Regions from separate parts of the Anser cygnoides genome. Here region 1 is linked to region 2. Evidence: chromatin contacts called from public Hi-C data. All regions are on one chromosome and are shown on one strand. Each heading gives the region's core, a stretch centred on a gene start, on an enhancer-like site or on the middle of the called end of the contact. The rest is flanking DNA. Distances are from core to core; before and after follow the strand shown.

Evidence for each region. A called contact is a pair of places that touch in the nucleus more often than the background predicts.
Region 1: a Hi-C map of fetal liver shows a contact between it and region 2, with 1.7 times the contacts expected there. The contact joins the promoter of PNPLA8 here to the enhancer-like site in region 2. A contact is called at or near these places in 3 of 7 Hi-C or Micro-C datasets (fetal liver, granulosa cells and liver).

The regions. Positions count from the first base shown.
Region 1 is chr1:31,406,902-31,413,398 of Taihu_goose_T2T_genome, forward strand. PNPLA8 (patatin like phospholipase domain containing 8) reads left to right here and starts at 2,534. Exons shown (of 11, transcript XM_048065920.2): 1 at 2,534-2,680; 2 at 2,934-3,028; 3 at 3,466-4,683; 4 at 5,120-5,269; 5 at 6,481-6,497. The coding sequence starts at 3,562.
Region 2 is chr1:31,337,669-31,344,335 of Taihu_goose_T2T_genome, forward strand. No RefSeq gene overlaps it. Among named protein-coding and RNA genes, the nearest start is that of THAP5, 14 kb to the left of the region's middle. Within about 2 kb of position 5,418, at least 1 of the 3 cell types and tissues checked has open chromatin away from gene starts, as enhancers often do. A contact at or near this core is called in fetal liver, where this site is marked.

The sequences.
Region 1 (6,497 bases), core at 1,284-3,783, 66 kb after region 2:
TCACCTTTCTTACCTAAAAAGCAGGCAGTTAGTCAAATGGGATGAATCAACTCTCTTTTAACTATTAGGAGAACTCACAAAATTAGCTTAGTGGAGTTGTCTATCTTTAAGATAAATTAATTGAAATCATTTCTTCTTAAGGTCACCTCTGCAGTAAAGACAAGGCTAAACTGTAAAACTGTCTGAGAAGGTGTGGATGCAGAATTTGTGCCTGGGAATACATGAATGTATGCCTACTTGTCCAGTGTTTTCTTAGTTTTTTTGCTGATTTGTGTGGTTGTTTTGCAAACCTGATGAATTACAGGCCTCTGAACAAGTCAGATCAGACAGGTCGAGCCATCCTCGGGGAGACCTGTGTGGCAAGAATGTCTGGGTTTGCAATTAGACTTGAAATATGAAATCCCTGAATCTTTTCCTTAGGAGAGGTATGAATCTCGGTAGTATATACATGTTGTACATATCTCTGTGGTAAATACATGTTGTACATATCTCTGTGGTAAAATGAACGCCTGAGCAAGCACAGAAAGGAATTTTACAAAGACCTTATGGGAGAAAGGTGACTGTTCAGGGAAGAGCTATGTAAAGATAAAAGGGACCGCATTATTCACCACATAATTTGCCAGTCAAAGAAAGGCAGGATATGCATGGACAGCCTGTGGCCAAACTTCCTTCTTACTGAAGTTGTTGGTCTTGTTTTGCCTAACTCCTTGTTGCTGTAAGAATGTAATTTATCCTACTAAGTGCCAGCTCAGACTGTTGCTTTAGATGGGCAACTGCTTCTTAAGCCATATTACAAGATCCACCCCAGTTCACCAGGCAGCCAAACAAGGAGGAGTCCTGGGGCATGCAGAAGGGCAGGTGCAGCAGGGGAGGCTGCTTAGCCTAACACCACTGGCAAAGAAACTACTCCTGTACCATAGCCTAAAATCTACCAGTACTGTGTTGTTCTCATAGCAGCAAGTGGCCTTTACCTAAAGAAACACATAAAACGATGGGCTACCTGCTGCCTGCGTTACAACTACCTGAAAGCAGGCTGCAGCGAGGAGGGTGTCAGTCTCCTTTCTCAGGTGACAAGTGTTAGGATGCAAGCAAACAGTCTCAAGTTGTACCAGGGGAGGTTTAGATTGGGTATCAGGAAGAATGTCTTCATGGAGAGGGCGGTCAAGCACGGGAAGAGGCTGCGCAGGGAAGTGGTGGAGCCCCCATCCTTGGATGGGTGGATGTAGTGCTGAGGGATGTGGTTTAGTGATGGGACTCAGCAGGTCAGGCTGAGAGTTGGACTCAATGACCTTTAAGTCTTTTCCAACCTGGATGATTCTATGATTCTATTTGGTTTAAAAGCAAACCTTACCATATATAGTGAAAACACACAACAAACTGAAGAATAGCCCACGAGTCTTAAAAACATTTGCCGGGAGTAGGCCATCACTAAATAATACAAACAGACAGGTAATCATCTATGGACAAGGGAGTGCAGGCCACACCTGCAGAAGATTGATGCAGTCCAGAAAGCAGCAACCTGGAGAAGGCCTTGGAGAGAAGATCTGAGCAACTGGGTGTGACATGCTGGTATGCAGTGCCATGGGGATCCTGGACAACAAACAGCTCTCAGAGCCACTGAGCACTTCACAGAGGGAGTGCTTTGGGAGAACTGCCTCTGTACTGCTCTTAAGAATCATAAAAATCTGAGAGGGGGCAAAAAAGGAACTATAAATTATTCAGTGTGCTATATGCCCCTGGAAACAGAGGGGCAGGCGCTGAGCTCTACTCTCTGGGGACAGCGACATGACCTGAGGGAACGGCATGGAGCTGGGACAGGGGAGGGTCAGGCTGGGGGTTAGGGAAAGGGTCTGCACCCAGAGGGTGGCTGGGCACTGGGACAGGCTGCCCGGGGGACTGGTCACAGCACCGAGCCTGCTGGAGTTCAAGAAGCACTTGGACAGTGCTCTCAGACACCGGGTCTGATTTTTGGGTGGTCCTGTGTGGAGCCAGGAGTTAGACTCAATGATCCTTGTGGGTCCCTTCCAACTTGGGATATCCTGTGATTCACCCAATATTCAGGAGCTGGAAATGATGTGATGGAGGAAATTCAATCCATTTGATTTTGATACTAACTACAACACACAAATAACATAAATTTCCCCGGGCAAAGAAAACTCCAGGAAAAGAAATTCACTTTACTCTTTTTAATCAGTAAGCGCAGAGACAGGCGACTGGAATCCAAACCCCAGCAGGAACCACCGCCTCTGTGACGACCAGGGCAACGATCCCACGAACCACCCCAGACATCCTCCACCCTTCCCGACCAGCGCCACTAACTTCGAGCACCCCCGGCGGAGCCCCGTTACAGCATGCCCGCCCCTCACAACGCCCCCCCCGCCGCCCATGACGGCCGTTCCGCTCCGCACGTCACCGCCCCGCGCATGCGCAGCACCCCCCACCCGCATTGCCTTACCCTTTCCCCCCCTGGCACCGCCCCGCCCCCTCTGGCCTCAGCCGCTTCCGGCGGGCTGCGCACGGCGCATGCGCAGTGCCGCGGCCCAGCTGCTTCCTGCGCTGGCGCGGTGGGGGCGGCCGGCGGGGGGAGGGGGCCGGGCCTGGCAGGAGCCCGGCGGGTCCGGCCTCGGTGGGAGGGGAGGGGTGAAAAAAATAAATAAATAAACCGCGCTGCTCGCCCTGGGTGCGTATAGCAGCCCGGGACAACGTGGGTGAGGGTTGGGGCTGAGGTGGGCAACAGGGTGTGGGGCTGCGGCCTGGGCTCTGAGGGGGCTCTGAGGGGGCTCTGAGGGGGCTCTGAGGGGGCTCTGAGGGGGCTCTGAGGGGGCTCTGAGGGGGCTCTGAGGGGGCTCTGAGGGGGCTCTGAGGGGGCTCTGAGGGGGCTCTGAAAGGGGGGTAAAAGCCTCGTCCAGCCTAACTGGGGTTTTGTACCGAAGGGTCGTGCTGAGAACCGGTGCCCGTTCACCCTCGGAGGAGTCCTTCATGGCAGTGTAATGTCATCGCCGCTTGGAAGGCTGTCTCTTGGCACGAGGTAAGGTGCCAAGGAGGTGTAGCTTGCTGGATGGACCAGCGAGCAGTTTTCTGTATGCCACTAAGTGGTTTTAGCAGGAGGTACAGCGTTCTGCTTATTGGGAGGACTAGCAAGCAGTTTGCTATGTGCCACAAAGTGTTTTTGACAGCTGTCACATCCTGAAGGTCTTTTTCAACCTTAATGATTCTATGATTCCTCAAAATGAGCGTAAACGGGCCTTTTAGGAAGATCGTGTTAAAATTAAATAGTTGGGATGATGGTACTGAATGTCCTCAGCACTCGGTATCACAACAGGATTACGTAATTATGTTTGTCTGTCTTTACTGGAGCAATGAATAAGCTGTACCTACTTTAAACAACTCTGAGATTTCAGTCTAACTTGTTGCTGGTTTGGGGTTTCCATTGTTTGGTTTCTGTTTTTGTTTTTTTTTTTTCAGGTAACAAACACCATGATATGGGACTTATTTACTGAAATATATTTTCTGGAATGAAGTAGACAAGCAACGTAGGAAAGGTGTAATTATTTATAAGTAATGACAGTTCATTTGTCTTTAGATACATATTTGTTTTTTGTGATTAACCCAAAAAGTCTTTGGTGGAAGCAAAGAAACAAATACCTGTGTTTGTATAGACCTAAAGTCTTCTGGAGGATAAATCATGGCATTCATCTTAGAGTTTTCCATACAAGCGAGCCTCAGTGTAAATGGGCCAGAAGCAGGACGTTTTGGTATAACAAACACATTTACAGCCATGACTTCTTATACTACAGAGTTTCTAAACTGTTGACTTCTTCTTCCAAAGGACTCACAAAAGTGAACAGTCGCATGTCACGAATTAAGAATACTATAGAGTCTGTTTCAAAGGCAGTGTCTGGCACTCACAGTGAACTGGTGTCGCGGATAGCTCGGTTAAAGTCACACTCAGGTACTCTAGGAAAAACAACTAAAAGTAATGCAGGTGAAAATAACCTCAGTGCCAGTCTGGAAAATGGTAAACAAGTTACAGATGCCAGAACTCAGGAGGATTGCAACAGAGGCCTAGCTGCCAGGAAATCCACTGATGCAAATGAAAGCTTGGAGTCTCTGTTAAAAAACTCAAGCGGCGCTAATCAAGATACTTCAGAAGATTCAGCCTCTAAAACCCACCTTTTTCACATAAGCTACTTATCTACAAATTTTGGAGAGACTTACAACTTTGTAGCTGACCATATCAACTGGTACTTCAGTAATAATTCCGTAATGGATCAAGAGAAAAAGAGGAATGCTTTGTTACAGGACTCTAAAAGTGAAGTGACAAATAAGCTTGGTTCATCAGGAAGTACTGTAATTACTGAAGAAAAGACAGTGACTTCAGCAGCCACTTTAGCTCCTGAAACAGAGACTCAGGATGCTGAAAAGACAAGTACTGCTCTTCCAGTTTCCACTAAGAAAAGTATTGCAAACTTTCTTTCCTATCCCAGTAACAGTGTACAAGCTTTTGTAGACAGTTACATCGGTGGGTTGGTGCCCAAGTTAAGGTCGGAAACAAAAGTTGCTGCACCAGAAAAGAGTAAACCGATAGAGCAAGAAGGGTCTGAGAAGGATGAGGAAGACAAACCAAAAGAGAGTAAGACTGCAGAAGACAGGGAAAAGCATCTGTCCATTCAGAGAGAAAAGGCAAGTCTTTGTTTCCTGCTTTTACATATTTTATTTCTATGCATATTAATGTTTTATGTAAGAATGCGTCTGTATAGATGTGTATTTTACATGTGTATATATAGTTCATAATTATATACATTGTAGCTGTAGCTGTTTTTTTGGTTTTAGTGACAGTAACATCATACTCTTTCATGGTCCAATCATTTCAGAGTTGCCCTGAAAATTCTCCCAGTTAGAAATCCTGACGCCAGTTTGTTTGGTGTCTGGTTGCTCTAAGAATTCTTTATTTGTTTCCTGGTAAACAAGGCCTGCTTCTGTTTAAGAAATCCTTGTACAACACTCTGTCCAGGACTTCTGTGAAATCTTAAAATAACCTTTTGGAATTAGTCTTGACAAATTGTATACGTATCTTAGAGTAGCTTTATGTTCTGTGTATAACTCTTGTCTGTTTTAGATCATTGCACGAGTGAGTATTGATAACAGGACTCGAGCTTTAGTTCAAGCCCTACGAAGATCCTCTAATCGAAGAATCTGTATCAGCAGGGTTGAAGAACTGACTTATCATCTTCTGGAATTTCCAGAGAGCAGAGGAGTTGCAATTAAGGTGCAGATAATCTTTATGCTTAGATGAGCAATAAATATCTGACAGAGGTATTCTTATAAAATGACATAAAACTTCTGTGCTTTTGTGGGCTAGGCATATTTTCTTCTTGTAAAGATTATGGTGTGAATATCTTTTAGCTTTTTCATTCAGATTCATTATGCAAACTATCAGTAGTCTAGCCTAAGGCTGTTAAGATTGCTATGTTTAATTTAGAAGCATGCAGCATTGTCATGTGGGTAGATAATATAGCTTATTCTAGTGGTAGATGAAGGTCGTACACTGTGTTCTCTTTCGCAATTGACCAGACAGGAATGTACTGTACGGTTGATCTACATACGTGTAACAGTTTTGATGCTTCTTTGCATGCTCCCTTTATAGAAAGGACACGAGTGGAGTGTAGAAATCAAAGAAGTTTACGTAATCTAGTTCTGTTCGTTCTCTTTCCTGCATGCAGTGAGGACAGGAGGTGGGTGGTAGGCTGTTCTAGCCCAATCAGGTGTTTGTCAGTTCCATGTGTTTTTCCACAAGATGTGACAGTTGGGTGACAGGGATTGTAAAATTGCTGGATGGAGTTCAGGCCTGGCGAATTACCCTGGCTGGGCACTGGTCAGACGTGCACGTGAATAGTTATGAAATATTTTATTATGAGAGAGTGCACTCACTACTCCCATCTTGATTATAATATTTTATATCTTTGTGATAATAATTCCAAATTTAGCAATCAGTCAGTGTGAAGAATTTTAAGTTTTGTTTTGATATTAATATACTTTGAAGGCACTTTCTACTTTGAAACAGTGTGATATTTGTTCATTAAAATCTGTGCTTTTAGCTGTACTTCATGGGCTCAATACTTGAGTTTCTATTTGGGAAATGTGACATTAATGTCCACAAAACTAAACTGTTGGCTAAATAATTAAAAACCTAAAATATCAGTAAACTTAGCTTTTATAGTTATTAGAAGGATTTTAATTTCAGCTTGATTGTTGAGTTGAGAGAGCTGGTTATTTTTAACAAAAAGAGGTGTACAACATAATATTGGTGTCATTTCTTCCCCTTGTTAGATATAGAGGTGGGTAAATATAGGCTTAAAGAAGTTTTCCAGTAACTCATATACTACATTAATTCTAAAATGTGAAACTAGTGAATATGAGTGTGAATTCTTTTGGTATAAGCATTTTGATAAATACAAAGATCTTTTATCATAACTATAGGAAAAAGTAATCCCCTG
Region 2 (6,667 bases), core at 4,168-6,667:
CAGGGTAATGGTGTGAGTGTTTAATCACAGCCATCATCAAGAATGTCTGTTTTGCTACACAAGCACTGTGGCCATGTTTTTCTAACTGGGAAGATGCATGCACATCAGCTTTATGCATGGCTTAGTCCTCTCTTAAAATATTGTGGAACAGACTTTGTACAGAGAATATACAACTTTGGATGGTACAAACTGCATTGGTACAGGACAACATTGGTCTTGTAGACTCATATGTTTTTTTTCCTGCTTATTCCAGTGTAACTTTCAAAATATAATAGGTAATAAGGTATTACAGAGCAGGTTAGAAGCATCTGTGTGTTGTGGTTCAACCCTGGCAGGCAGCATTAGCTCTATCCCAGCCAAAACAATGGCACTCTGTGAGTTTCTGAATGTATGGAACAGATCTTAAAACAGGAATTGCAAAAATAGACAGTGAAGAAAGCCATGCCTAGGTAAACTCTGGTTTGGAGGCATCCATTTGCCTCAAGGCTGGTTGCATCTTCTCTGGGTGTACAGCCTGCGGTACTCAGCCTGTTGTTCACTGATCAGATCCAGCCACCTAACAGAACCAGGGAGACACAACTCCTCCACAGCCTCCTGAAAGAAGGCATCTCACCTGTCTCCATCATGAGCTGTTCTTCCATTAACCAATATCTAATATCTTCATTAAGAAAAGAAGTGAGAAAATGCCCATTTATCTACTGATTATGGCCAATGGGATGTTGTAGACAAATATGTTAGATTTAGACTTTTTGTTGCTGTTGTTACAAATACCTGGAGTTAGCTAAAATGAATGGGACCTTGTGTTTTGATAGTCACATAGTTTTTAGATGGGCAGGTTAGGAAAACCAAGTCCTAATTTAAAAGCTCCTGGCAAGTAAGTCCTTCCAAATTGTGCTTCAATTTCCTGTACGGCCAGTGACAAGTGGAAGGTCCTTCAAAGCTTCTAGAAGAGATTCTGTTCAGATATATCATTTATGCAGTTGCAGCATTTTTTTCTGAAGATTTTGAAAGAAATTTTTTTCTGTATAGAAAATTTGGACAAGTTGGAAAACTGATTCAACAGGTGCCTAGCTTAGTCAGAGTACCCAAGGCACATTTCTCAGTGCTGCAGAACATCCTCACAAGGTGCACATCAGACCTAAGAGCTCTGCATTGCTTCATGGATAACATAAATTGATAATCATCAGACACCTTATAGCCCCTTGGGATGGAAAACAACCTTGTGCCCACTGTAGGCTCGTGCCAAAGTAGTATAAAACACCATGTTGAGCTCTTTTTCAGCCATGCCTGCTTGGGTAAGGACATTATAGATTGCAAATGTAGATAGTTTGACCTTCACTCTGAGTCAATAGACTATGAGGACAAACAAGAACAGGTCTGGGAGCTCTCAACGACCAGAATAGTTACTCTTTAGAGATGGGGGATAATAAAGATACAAGGCCTGTTGGTTTCACAGCATGCAAAATATATCAAACCTTTTGGATCTCATACTTGCAAGCAGATGTTATTAAATTTACATCAAAGTCCTTTATTGAGTGTTTTACATGATGAGAAATCCTGTACTGTGTAAAGCTGGCTTTGGCTACAGGACATTTACAGAGCACTAAGCCCATACGGCCTCGATGCCTATTGACCAGCCATGGATACTCTCCCAGCACTGCGTTATCTGGCCTTGCAGACTGACCATTAGTTTTCAGGAAATGCCTAATATTCTGCTGTCACTAGATAAGGGTGTACAACAACTCATGCTCTCTCCAGGTCACAGCCCCAGCAGACTCCTGCGGAAAGCCTTTCACACCTCGCTAGCAATGCAGCAGCTCCTCTCCACCTCTTTGTTATCTGTGCAGTCCCTTAAAAAGGGGGAAATTGGCTTTTCTTGTCCCTAGCCCGAAAGTAGATTAAATCAGGCAGTTCCTACTTTGGGTCTGACCTTCAGGAAGTCCAGGGGTGGAATTAGAGCCTTGTCTGGCTGATGTTAGAGAGATTATCTGATGCCTTGTGAAATTACTGGCCCTGAAAGTTTGCTGTGAAGTTTCCTGCACAGGACCACATCAGGGCACTGCACCACAGCCCCAGGTGCCAGGGGCTCACCCCAGCACAGCTCTGCAAGTCCTCTGGTGCAGAAGGACAAAATTTGCCCCAAATATTCAAGGTTTGGCTGGCACAGAGGACGTGGCTTTGAACTGGATCAGGCCTCCAGCAGGGACTCCACAAGGATGCAAAACATGGATGGATGCTGGCTTTTATCCCCCTGTCCCTTTGGTTTGCTTTATGTAGGGACCAATAAGCCAAGCTCCTGGGATTTGCTGGGGTACGAGATGCTGCGCGGAGAATAACAGGCAGAAAATGAGCAGAAAACTATGTTTCATTTATGGAGATTAATTAGAAGCACTAACAAATCCCAATTAGATTTTTAATTAAAATTATATTAGAAACTGACACTTATCGAAGAATTGCTACAGAAATATGCACTCAGCCACAGTTGCACTTGAGTTGACTAATTTCACAACTTTTAAATGTATAATTCACCATAATGATATCACAGCCATAAATCCAAATTAAATTGTATTTTACAGCTTTGTCGTTAAAGCCATCAACTCTTCTCTTTAGGGATCCATTTTACGAGACTTCAGTAAAAGTATTTACACATTTGTGATTTGCAAGGATTCAGTGGTGTGGTTTTTTTTTGTTTGTTTTTTTCTTTCCTGCACTTAGCATCTGAAATGGATTTCTAGCTTTATCCACAGGTTTTGATGTGTAACAGTGTCCTAGCTCCCAACAGTACAAGAAAGCTTCAGGCTCACAAATTAGATGAATTCTTCATTCAGAGAGACTCCGCGCTGGGGGACTGCAGACACTCTTTGCTTACCTTCATTTACAAAGCACAGTCACTGAAAGAAGGCAGAGCCCTGGTTTTCCTGTTTTTTCTGTTCACCTTTTGCACTAATCTCGTTTCAGGACTCCTGGAATATGGCTTCCTATTGCAAAATCCCTAGCCAAGCTTCTGAGTGCCTGCAGCTTTTAACAGGCACTGCTTTCAGCCTGCATCTCTTTGTCTTACTCCAAGCTCACACTAAAATCAGGTTAAGGGCAAGCATATGGCTTATTATGTCGAAATCCTCATCTTCCTTTGACTATGCCTTGGCTGGTAAGGTGAATTATTTTCCACCAGTTAATGTAAATAAGTTCTGTATTGATCTTTCTAATGAATAGTGTATCTTTTAACCCACTTCGTTTAAAAGAAACAACCTATTATGTCTGAATGATTTTGCTGTTAATAAACTCTCAACTGTGGTGTCTGCAGCTCCAGCTCCCTCATTGTTTATACCAGAAAATACATGGGAATGGAAGAATAAAATGCAAAGAAAAAAAAAATTAGGTTTATTTGATCTGATTCTTTGACAAATACAGAGTTCGAAAACTGGTATACTTTCCCCTCTCCATTAACAGCTGTAGAAATAATATAATAGAAATTACTGGTTTACTTCCCATCATAGGAGACATAAAAGCTAGAAAGCTTTTGGAAGCTGCTTTAAGAACTCCTTGTTCTAAAAACATCTGCAGGTTTTTTTTTAATATTCTAGTTACATACTCCAGAAAAAAAAAAAACAAAAGAACAAAACAAAAAAAAAAAACAGTAGACTGATAGTTAAAGAAATGCTTAAGCTTGCCAAATAATAACCCAGTTAGCCATGAAAGTTTTTCTTTGGGTTTTAAATAAACATGTTTAATAACAATTAAAAAATTGAGCACACAGTGTAGGTTTCATTGCATATGAAGTGATGCAATGAGTGTCATGCATTGATATGAACACAATGCAGAACTGGTGTGGAGTGATAGAGTGCCCTGCCTCACTATCTCACATACATGCACATTCACAAAACACTCAGAGTACCACATTTGCAGAAAGAGAGAGAGAAAGAGAGAAAGAGAGAGAGAGAGGGAGAAAGAAGGAAGGAAGGAAGGAAGGAAGGAAGGAAGGAAGGAAGGAAGGAAGGAAGGAAGGAAGGAAGGAAGGAAGGAAGGAAGGAAGGAAGGAAGGAAGGAAGGAAGGAAGGAAGGAAGGAAGGAAGGAAGGAAGGAAAAAAAGAGAGAGAGAGAGAGAGAGAGAGAAAGAAAGAAAGAAAGAAAGAAAGAAAGAAAGAAAGAAAGAAAGAAAGAAAGAAAGAAAGAAAGAGAGAACATTGCCAGAACCAGTCCTAGTTATATCAATACCTTCTCTCTCTAAGCATACAAAAAAAAAAAAAAAAAAAAGTGCTCCTCAGCATCTATGGCAAACACACATTTTATTCTTTCTATGACACTTTCTAGCAAAGGAACATGAAGCAGTAATAAAAAGGCATGTGACAGAACAACATATCCTGCCTTTTCTTGCAGGACTTCTCTAACACTGTGAAATGTTGGAAATCACTGTTTCATGATACCTCAAACCTTGACAGGATCAATAGCTTTCTGGGAAACTCCCTTTACTGCATTCTAATCAGCAAAACTGACGGCTGTTCAAACAGAAACAAGTTATCTTTCAGATTCGTTGTAGCTGTGGATGTCCAATTTGAAATTAATATTGACAGATGCACAACAGTCCAGGTTTCTGCAGCAAGAAGCAGAAGCCGGTAATACTTAAGAACTGCAGGAATATTAACAACACTAAGTGCTTATTCATTTTGCTTTTCTTTCCAGGAGATTTGTGATTTTCAAGGGATCTGAGTGAAGACTGTAAACAGTCATGATTTTTTTGAAGTTTAAACCAACCTTGCTACTCTTTATTTATTACACTAGTAATTTCCTGTTCTCTACAGCAAAAGCACATTTCTGTTATGAAAGAAACTCCATGAGTAACTCTCAGGAAGGCAGCAGTACGTTGGATCCCGCGAGCAGTGGGATGACGCACTGGGGACCTCATTGCCTGTATGAAATTTACTGCTGCTGTTTCTAATGCAAAGTACAGACTGCAAATTTCTGCTGTCCTTTTCCCCAGCCTCCTCACACAGAATAAGATGGAGGTGAAGCTGAATTTTCAACATACAGTTTTTCATACTGTTTCTAGCCCAGGCATGTTCCCCCACACACAACCTGCCCCAAAGGGAGAGCAATAGCTGGTAGGAGCAGGTAGCATACTTTATACAGTCTAGGGGCTGGGAGGACTCTACAGATGCTAAAAGAGAGGGCTGGTACCTTTGTCACCTGACACAATTTAGTATCAAAACACTCCAGCTCTATACTAAGGAAAAGCTTATGCAGATCTGAGATAGCAAGAGAGCAGAAAACTGTTCATATTCAGATAACATTCCCTGTGCTTCTTCTGAAAAATGCTGCCCCCTCTTCTCCCTGCAGATAATGCATCTCCCTGAATCCCCCCTTGAAACACGATCCCCCATGAGGGCACTATGCACCAGCAGCTGCCCCCGAGCCGCCTGCCATCAGTGCTTGCTCCAAAGAGCACTGGAGCAACCCCAGGAAAGGACAAATATTTGCACTCTGCTGAATTCAGTGTCACGTCCTCTCTTGGGAAGAAGTCACTGTGAAGTAGCTCCTAAAGGAAGAAATGCAAACCTTCCCCCCCACAGGGAAGACGTTTTATTAATTTGAAAAGTGAGAACAGTAACTTTTGAAATACTACATGCAAAACACAGCTCTATAAGCCAGTGAAGATAATCTGCCAGTTTCACACAGTTTACAAAATGCATTATTCCTCTACTGCCAACTCCTTGCTTTTAGAGCAGCTCCACAAGAACACATCATGCACATTTCCATTTTACTTTTTTTTTTTTTAACTCCTTTTTTAGGTAATATTTTCTTTAGACATGTAATTGTTAATAAATATTCAGATGATTTAATTTCATGTATAACACAGCTCTGTTCTGAACGTTTGATGCTGAGGGAAACAATACTCTTAAAACTGATAGTAAGCATTGTAACTGAAAACATTTATTTAAAACTTGAGCCAAAACATATATCTAAAATGAAAAACACAAAAGAAGAAAAGGAACTAACTCGTGATCCTGAAGATCCTGAAGAGACTATAAAACATGTTGCAAAAATAGTTTGAAAGTGGTTAAAGAGAGAGTGGGGGCCAAAGTAACATAAAACATTCAACTTTTATCCAAATTCCATCTCCCATGACCCATCACAACCACAGCACAACTGCCCAGGGGGGTTAGCAGTAATTTGCATTACTACTGCAAAAGGAACGTGTCTCAGGGACTATGGGCCCCAAAAACATATCCAGTAATGAATCCAATCAGCTAGCAAGTAACAGAAAGATGTTTTTAGCACCCCTAATTTACAGAGCTGGAGCCATTCAGGGAGATGGAAACTCTTGGAAGAGGTGCAAAAAGACCCCAGAGCTTCCAAATGCCAATCCAGTATCTTAGCCTCAAACCACAAAACCAAAAAATCCCAGAAATGTTCGTTCCACCAGGACTGTGGAGGGCACTTAATGTGATCCTTCTCAAAGCAGCCCTACCGCCCTACAGTTGCATCCCTGATGCAACAGGGCTCTGGGCTGGGCTGCTCCCCACCAACATCAGAGGGAGGAAAGGGCCCTGATGCTGGCACAGCCTGTAGCCCCACACCGAGATGCTCTCTCTTTTATGGGCAAGCACTGCATAAAATAAAAGTAACAAGTTCCTCCCTATCATTTCTGAATATAATATTGGCACAACGA